2 separate regions of the Mus musculus genome follow, and region 2 is linked to region 1. The links are chromatin contacts, called in public promoter capture Hi-C maps. All regions are on one chromosome and are shown on one strand. The core of a region is the stretch at or near the end of the contact, and the rest is flanking DNA. Distances in the headings are between cores, read along the strand shown.

Region 1 (4,069 bases), core at 52-2,551:
ACAGGGTTTCTCTGTGTAGCCCTGGCTGTCCTGAAACTCACTCTGTAGACCAGGCTGGCCTCGAACTCAGAAATCCACCTGCCTCTGCCTCCCAAGTGCTGGGATCAAAGGCTTGCACCACCACCGCCCTGTGGCAACAAAGTCTTAATAATTAGTACATGTGTTGGGGTCTCCCTCCCCCAGCATAGCTGTAGCCATTTCGTTCCATGTCTGCTAGCTACTTCATATGTTGCTGTAGTGTGCCTGCCAGTCATTGACACAGAAAAATAACTTGACTCAGAACAGAGTCATGCTGATCACATACCCTGTTCTGTTCTGTGTGTTATGAGGTTTGTTAATCTTAAGAAATTCCACAACTGTAGGCTTCATGTAGGACCCATCAAATTAAAGGTCAATATAAACTGTCACGTCTAAAATGGCTTGAGTGAGGGCTGACTACCAGGCAGCCCTTCCAGCACCTGCATTGGAGCCCACTGTGGTTTGAGCGGTTTTAACCTTTAGAAGATGGCCATTAAGAAATATCCAGCGCTCAGCTTTTTGAGCTGTTGCCCTGGTCCATCAGGCTTGTGGTGTGAGTTATATAAACCATCCCTGTTTAACTGAGTTTGATGTTTGTGTGCTTTGTAGAGCAACTCCAGGACCCCAATAAGTTTTTATATTGTGGGCCCACAGGAATGGACTTGAACCATGAACTTTGGATATAGCTGCTCTGGTTGAAAATGATTGCGCAGTATTAAGGTGCAAGTTGCATGTAGACAGTTTGTGTCTTTTACCTGCCTTTGTCTAAAAGTATAGATATTAGGGCCCGCTAGTAAATAAATTGCATGTTATAAATTGACAGCAAAGCCTTTCATTCACTCATTTACCCTAACCTCCATAATTGGTGTGAAAATTTCCAAGAATTCTCATAATCAGGGTGCCTGCCAATTTTGAAAATAGGTTAAGCGGGGTTGCAGCCTGTATTTAATAATGAAGCTATTGTTTGGTCAGGTATTAATGTATAATGTCCAGATGTCATTGTCCCTTTACCACTGCAGCCCAGGCCTCTGGGTTCCTCCGCCTGATGTGGAGAAAGAGCCGAGCTGCTTAACTGACAGAAGCATCGAGAAGTGATGGAGTTTGTAGGCACAACCTCCGCAACCCTCACTGCAGCAGCAGGTAAACCTCTCTGAAGACCTAGTGACGCCTAGCAACAGTCCCGGCGACCTGACCCCAGGGCTGCGGCCGCCAGGACCCGCGGGGAGCCGCCGCGTTGCCAGGGCGACGCTTCCGGCCGGCGCGCGCAGCCCCCGGAGCAGGAGAGTTGCGCGATGGGCGGCTAGACGTGCCCGGGCGCGGAGGATTAGCTCTCGGGAGCGCGCTCGCGGCCGCGCGCCTCTGCTTCCCAGGCTCCGTCGCTGACGCGTCGTGGACGTTGGGGAGCGGGAAGGCAGCAGCAGCGAGGCCGGGATGAACAGCGGCGGCGGCTTCGGCTTGGGCTTAGGCTTCGGCCTCTTCCCTACGACGGTGATTCAGGTGACGAACCTCTCGTCGGCGGTGACCAGCGAGCAGATGAGGACGCTCTTTTCCTTCCTAGGAGAAATCGAGGAGCTACGGCTCTACCCCCCAGAGTGAGTGCTGGAGCCCGGCGGGGGGAGGGGCGCGCCGCCATCCAGACCTCGGGCGCCGAGGGAGGCACGGGGCGAGCGCGGGCGTCACGTGACGGCGCGCTTCCCTAGGCGGCCATGTTTGATGAGGGCACCCGGCCGGCCGCGGGGCCTCTCCGCGGTGAGGTTTTGTTAATTGAGCTCCACGCGGGGTTCCTGCAGAGGACTTAGGGGTGCCTTCCTCTCTCGAGCCTCCGGGACTGTGGTTGATGCCCGGCCTTCGAGTTGGGTGCCCCGGGCCTTTGGTTTCCCCCGAACTTAAGATGGCCGCAGGTGGGCCGGCGACAGTCCTCATGGCAAATGCCTATAACGTTTCTTTTTTTTTTTTTTTTTTTTGCACTGGGAGAATCGTGGAGAACGCCAGCAACGCCAACGCCCGGACCTCTAGGTCTTAATGTCAGGCTGCTAGCGCTGCTGAGGGAGCGAGCGGATGACAACATGGAATCGGGGCTGTTTTTGTTCTCCGGGGTGATCTTAGACATTTACCATCGTTTTGGTTTTTCTAACCGAGCCCATATTCACGATCTTAAAGATCACGTCAATCTCTCCTTTTGGCAACAGCCTGAATTTTCCTTCTCCAAGAAGGTCACGCTGGCTCAGACGTTTCAAAAAGTATAAATCGGTGCAGAATTATCACTACTGTGTACATGTGTTTAAAATCCAGCGCTCGCTTCTTAGGCAGTGTACTTGAAGTGGTAAATTTCCCTTATGCAGTATTCACTAATCGGATAACTTGTAATGGTTTTACCGTTCGTAACATTCTCACACTCATAAACTTTAAGAAAATACTAAGGGCCACGGTATTTTGTTCTTTATGCTAAAATTATTTGAAGGAAAAGTTGTCCACGATTTTTTTGGGAAAAGATTTTGGCTTATTTCATAGTCATGCACACAGAACAATATATCTCTCTACTCTCTGTAAGTAGCAGAATGGCTACAAATTGATTTCTTACGGATGTGACTATTTAATGTTATGCATTCAAAAAAGTTGAAATAAAACAGTGACTGCCTATCAGTATTCTTTTCACTTGGTGCAGGTGATTATTAAATTTTCATTTATTCTAGCTGGGCGCGTTGCCAGGCGCCTTAATCCCAGCACTCTAGAAGGCAGAGCCAGGGATCTCTTGAGTTCAAGCCCACCCTGGTGGCCAGTGCTTTCTGGGTGAGAGAAACTGTCTCAAAAAACAAAACAAAAGATAAGAAAAGAGGAAGATATTCAATGTTTTAATAGTGCTCCCCTCCCCCTTTTATCTTGTATGTGTTCGGAGAATACCATGATACTTGGTTATCTCCAGTCTAGAAAAGGCCCCTTCCTCACTTAAGAATCTAATGATGTTGACATTTTGTGATGCAGGTTAGAAGAATGACAGATAGTCTGAGATTCAAGCACAATATGTTTTCGACAAGAATCCTGCATAAGTGCATGAACATAAGGTCTGCTGTAACCATGGCACTAACATTTGTAGTATCTCTTAACATTTAAAGATGCTTTCAGCCATCAGCTTACGTTCTCGGGTTCGTAGGAGGGAGGGCTGTATCAAGCCAGTCAGTAAAATGTTCTGCCCATGAACTCTTGTAAATTAACTTTGGGGCATTAGAGGGTCTGAAGAAATATATTAGAGAATGTTCTTCACTCCCAATGGAATGCCGTTTGAATGAGGGTAACACACTGCCGGGTATTAACTGGCATTTGGGAAGGTGCATCTTAAAGAGCCTCCCTTGTCTTCTTCAGGGATGGTCTTGAATAAACCCAATTTCCTCCCTGCATGAAAAAAAAATTATTATTTGGGGTTTAAGGATCAAAGGGGTTAAAAAGCTCTGTTGTTTAAAATAGTATGTCACAATTATTCCTTTGGCAATAATTGTTGCCAGACAAAAACTCAACTCTTCCCTAGTTTTCCTAAGTTTAGGAGTAGAGCCTCACTCTGATTTTGTAGTGATAAACTTTATTAGCAGGTTTTCCTCTCCGTAGTGCAGTTATGCTAGCTGGTCCTTAAAGATATACTTGTAGTTTGGGGCTGAAGTATATATAAAAATTCAGTCAGTAGTACTTTTGTCAAAGATAATGATAGTTGTTTTAATTATCATATAAACATTGCTTTGTGATTACTTTTTAGAAGTCGAACAGTTGTTTGATTTAAAATTAGAGATACATTTCTTTAGTGAAATGTGAAAATAGGTCCCATCAGGTATCTTCCTTTTTTGCTCTTCACTTTATTTTTTGAGCGTCTTTCTCTGATCTGAAGTGCCAGCAGACCGGCTTAGCACTCACTGGGGATCTACCTGGAGTGCTGGTGTCTCAGCCACATACTATACCCTGCTTTTATGTGAGTGCCAGGATCCTACAGATCAGGGAGGGGGGGGGTTCATTTTAATTTTTAAACATTAAACATTAATGTAAACTGGCCAGTAATATGGGTCCA
Region 2 (4,464 bases), core at 1,250-3,749, 1.0 Mb before region 1:
AATCACTTTTTGTCCCTTTTCTTCAGGAGCAAATTATCATTCCTAAAGTTTTACGGTGTGTCTCCTGGTGTGTTCATACTCTACCAGTGCTCCAGCGCCTGCCCAAATGATGGGCAGTGACAGCAGGCCAACTCTGGGTGCAACTGTGTGATGCAGAGGTCACCAGAGCCTCACGAAATGCTTAGGCAAGTACTGTGCAGGCTCGTGGTTCTCAGCTCTTTCCTTTACATGCTATTATTCCTAGACTCCAGTCAGGTCTTCCCTTCACACATTACCCACTGTGTCTGCACAGTCCCTCACACTTTATCCTTTTAGTCCTATAATAAGTGTTGGTTTTGACTCTGACTTCTTGTCCAGTATTCTGTTTATTCCCATGCTATCTATGGGCCATTTCCATCCCGGGCCAGATAGACCTCAACACAAGTTCCAGACTGACCTTACCACCATCTCTCAACTCTGATCTTGAGGGATGTCTTCCCAGTTATGAGGCCTCCTCAAATGAGCTAATGTCAAAAACCAGGTTAATCTCATTTCCTACCCACACCAAAGCAATTAATTCTTAGTGATTCTACCACCACCACCACCCCCCCCTCCAAATTAGCTGCTTCTCTCTTAATGAGTCTACATCCTCAATGGTAACATAACTGACCAGAATCACCCTTAAGTACCAACAACGCCTCTACATTAACTAACTCTCCTCTAGGTCACAGTATCCTAAAATGTAATTTTTCTTAAAGCTGTTAAGTGTTTTCCTACTGTCTATTAACATCCTAACACTTTGTTTTTGCTTGTAAGGTCCTTCAGTCGCAGGGAATCTATTGTGCCATGGATATGTTGGAGAATGCATTTGCATTCATGGTGGCCAAGAGCTTGGATAATCTCCATTAGCTTTTGTAATAGGCAAGTTACTTGATTTCTCCGTCTGTGAAGTGAGACTAACAACAGCTATCTCATAGCAGTGGTTATTAAAGGGAGGAAAAAAATATACAATGTTTGACATAGTATCAGATACATGGGTTACATAGTAAAAGTTAGATACTTTGAATTATCGCTTTAGTTAATTTCTCTTTTCTCTCAGGTTAGCTGATCGTTAGCCACGGCAGGGCTCTTTCATTCCCTCTTTTAGTTCCTCTTCCTTTCTGTATCTGCTCCCTCTCCCTGCAGGTCCCCTGCACTCTCACCTTTCTTTAGCTTTCATCTGGAACATCCTTTTGTACACTCTGGATCCTGTTAGGTGTCCTGTTTTTGCTCGCCCCAGCGTTAGTTCTACTTTCTGTAAATCCCCCCCCCCCCGAATTCTAGGAGAGCAAGGGTTTCTACCATGCTGACTGCCACACACTCAATAAATGTAGTCACCTCTCTTTTCACAGCTCCTGGAGTGCTCCTCTGCAGAAGTTAGGAAGCAGCCCCACCCCGCAACAGTAATCTCTAGAATAAAGTTCAGAAAAGGCTGCCACGGAACAAAGACAGGGGTCAAACAGTAGCGGGAAGGGGCAGTGTTAAGCAAAGTTGGGGCTTCACAAATAGTTTGAGGGTCTTTCCTACAGTACTATGCACTGTGAATCTCCGAGATGCGAGGCGGGTATATCTCTTAAAAACACCTGCTTGATAATAGGGTTTTACAGAAACACATTCTGACAAAGTCGGCTTGGGGAAGTTCTTAGCGGCTCCCCAGTAAACTGGAGCAACAAAAACATCCCCGGAGCTCAGTTTGCCGTTTCTAGGTTAGAAACCTCTGAACACAAAAGTGGAACCTACAAAGAATCTTAGATCTAATTCGAGAAAGCACTGTCTTGAAACTGATAGGGAAACTGAGGCCCGGAAGGGCACAGCAGCGGGCCTGCAGCCACATAGAAATTACAGGCTGGAAGTGCTAGAACAAGCCTCAGGTGCTCTTCTTGGCGACTTTCAGTATAATGTGTATAGCCACCTGGATTCGGCAAAATGCTCACATTTCGAATTTTATTTTGAAATCGTGTGAAAGTTACAGTCTTCTGGGCAAGTTGTCCCCTTAGGCCTACAGTTCTCATTGTCACCAAGTCCCTTGTCCCTCTTACAATACACTTTCCCTCTAATCCTGTGCAGTTTGGGCTTGTCCAAGAATGACAGAGATGATCTTTCCCTATCTTTCTCACCCCGCTTTGAACTTGTAGTATAAGCTTTTTCATGTAAGCCGACCAAATCTAAATTTTTAGGCCTTCGCCTGATTCCCCAAGTGCTCGCTGCCACCCACCCCCGTGCTCTGGGCTTCCCTGCTCGTCTCATTCCTCTGGAGTGAGAGAGCCCTGCGGTTGACCTTCACCTGGGACTGCCATGATGCAAGGTGAGTGGGATCGTCGGAGTCCTGGGCTTTCGAGATCACGTTAGGTTCAGGTCCGTTGCGAGGACAGCGCATTCCCAAAGGGATCTCTCCCACCCGGCCACTACAACTTCACCGGGCAGGGGAAGGCCCGATGCACATCTAGGGTTGGCGGAACTAAGTGGCTGTGGATGCAGTTTCCAGGGGTGTCCTACCGCGGAGCACACGCGGTCGGAACCATTTCGGCCCGCTTCGGGAGGTGAGTGCTATCTGCAATCGCCTGACCTGGACGCAGCCCCGGGATTTACGGATTGGCCCTTTAGCTCGTATTATAAACCTCGCTACAAATTCTCTAAAGTTGTAGAGGTCCTATAGTCTTTTCTAGTTTCCTGAAGGACAGGGAAGTCCCCCCTCCCGGGGTTAGCGGTGCTCCGGTCCGGGAGCAACATGGCGGCGTCCATGATGGGCTAGTTTGGGGAGTAACTAGTGATTAGTACGGCTGTCTTGTCCGACTCTGACCGAGTGAAGTTTTCCCCCAAATACTCAGGTTAAAGAATTGTGTGCTAACAGGTGGGCCTCGCCGGAGACCCGCCATTCGCTTGCGGCCACACTAAGGAGCGGAGTCCTGAGCACTGAGCAAGATGAGTAACATCTACATCCAGGAGCCGCCCACTAATGGGAAGGTGAGAGCCTTACCTCCTGGACACGGTGACTGGGGGCGGGCAGGGAGGGGCAGCTATCGGGGATTTTAGAGGTGGAAAGACCAAAGGACTCTTCTCCACACCCTGCATATGGCCAGTGTTGCATTTATATTCTTTACGGTGACGTGTCTCAGCATATTTTTGAAAGAGTTCTTGGGCAACCTCCCTATTCGCTAGTCTTCTGACCCCTTAACTTCCTTGATCCAACTCACGTGAGCGCCTTCTAGTGTCTATTGTTTTTAAGACTTATCTCAAGATTGTACACTTTTGCTTGTTGTTTAACTTGGAGATCGTGCATTCTCTACAGTCATTATTGAAGGCCTCTTTGGCACCACGCACTCTACTAGGTGCTGATGATACAAAGGTTGGTATTCTACCTTTATATGTGTGTCTGTATTATAGACACACACACACACACACACACACACACACACACACACACGTATATATATACTAATTCCCTATCTCAGGATTACAGACGTGCATGAACACACCTGCCTTTGCTTGGGAGGTATTGAAGAAGAGATTATATTGCCATGACAGTGATGGAGGGAAAACAGGAAATGATGGGGAAAACATCTTGGAGGAGATATCTTTTGAGATAATTGTCAGTTAGAAGCAGGGGAGGAGTGAGGAATGTTATTTCATAGGAATGGGAGTAGATTCCCTGATAGATTTCATGCTGAGCTATATATTTCTAGAGGACAATATTAATTTTAATGAATAAATGCGTGTAGAGATGAAATAGACTGACCATTCCACAATGCAGAACCTTCACGCTTCATTTCTCTAGTTTGCTATTTTACCTGTTCAAATGTAACAAAGAAGCCTATCAAATAGCAGATCTCAGTGATGCCCTGGGTCTCAGCAATTACCCAGTATTTAACAGTATCTTACCTTGGTTTCTTTCCTATATAGAATGCAAACACTATAGAGTTGAAGATGAGCATCTAGAGCAGTGGTTCTCAACCTGTGGCTCATGACCCCTTGGGTTGAATAACCCATTTACAGGGGTCGAATATCAGATACCCCGCATATTAGATATTTATATTAGGATTCATAACAGCAAGATTACAGTTATAAAATAGCTGGAAATAGTTTTACGGTTGAGGGTAAATACAACATGAGGAACTGTATTACAGGGTCACAGGATTAGGAAGGTTGAGAACCACTGGCCTAGAACATTGCTTTACGTAGAGTTCGTACACTACGAAAGAATAGCTAGGCACATGACTTAATGCTGTTTCTTTAGCTTCTGAGAGGTATTAAGCATAGGTGAGGGTGGAGTTAAACTGTTATTCCTCATGGGCACATTTAGTTGTTTGACTCTAATGACTTCTTTTTTAAGAACTAAAACAGGGTTTCATATGAGTCCTTAGCTGTGCTGGAAACAGTTGTTTACTGTAGGAAATGATTTGATATATCCACAGAGTAAAAGCACTTCTGAACAGGAGCTCATTCATA

Evidence for each region. Capture Hi-C pulls out chosen DNA fragments and counts their contacts.
Region 2: a contact with region 1 is called in a promoter capture Hi-C map of adipose tissue, with 2.4 times the contacts expected there. The contact joins the promoter of Srek1ip1 here to the promoter of Srek1 in region 1. A contact is called at or near these places in 3 of 39 promoter capture datasets (erythroid cells, liver and pre-B cells), 4 of 484 Hi-C or Micro-C datasets (CD4 T cells, embryonic stem cells, pre-pro-B cells and 1 more), 1 of 115 datasets of contacts at active chromatin or transcription factors (large pre-B cells) and 2 of 9 other capture datasets (adipose tissue and liver).

What each region holds. Positions count from the first base shown.
Region 1 is chr13:103,771,840-103,775,908 of GRCm38.p6, reverse strand. Srek1 (splicing regulatory glutamine/lysine-rich protein 1) reads left to right here and starts at 1,301. Exons shown (of 12, transcript NM_001361085.1): 1 at 1,301-1,610. The coding sequence starts at 1,450. Gm52054 (a long non-coding RNA gene) reads right to left here and starts at 1,292. Exons shown (of 4, transcript XR_003950659.1): 1 at 873-1,292.
Region 2 is chr13:104,815,205-104,819,668 of GRCm38.p6, reverse strand. Srek1ip1 (splicing regulatory glutamine/lysine-rich protein 1interacting protein 1) reads right to left here and starts at 2,499. Exons shown (of 5, transcript NM_026075.3): 1 at 2,303-2,499. The coding sequence starts at 2,315. It overlaps Cwc27 (CWC27 spliceosome-associated protein), which reads left to right and starts at 2,716. Exons shown (of 14, transcript NM_026072.1): 1 at 2,716-2,982. The coding sequence starts at 2,941.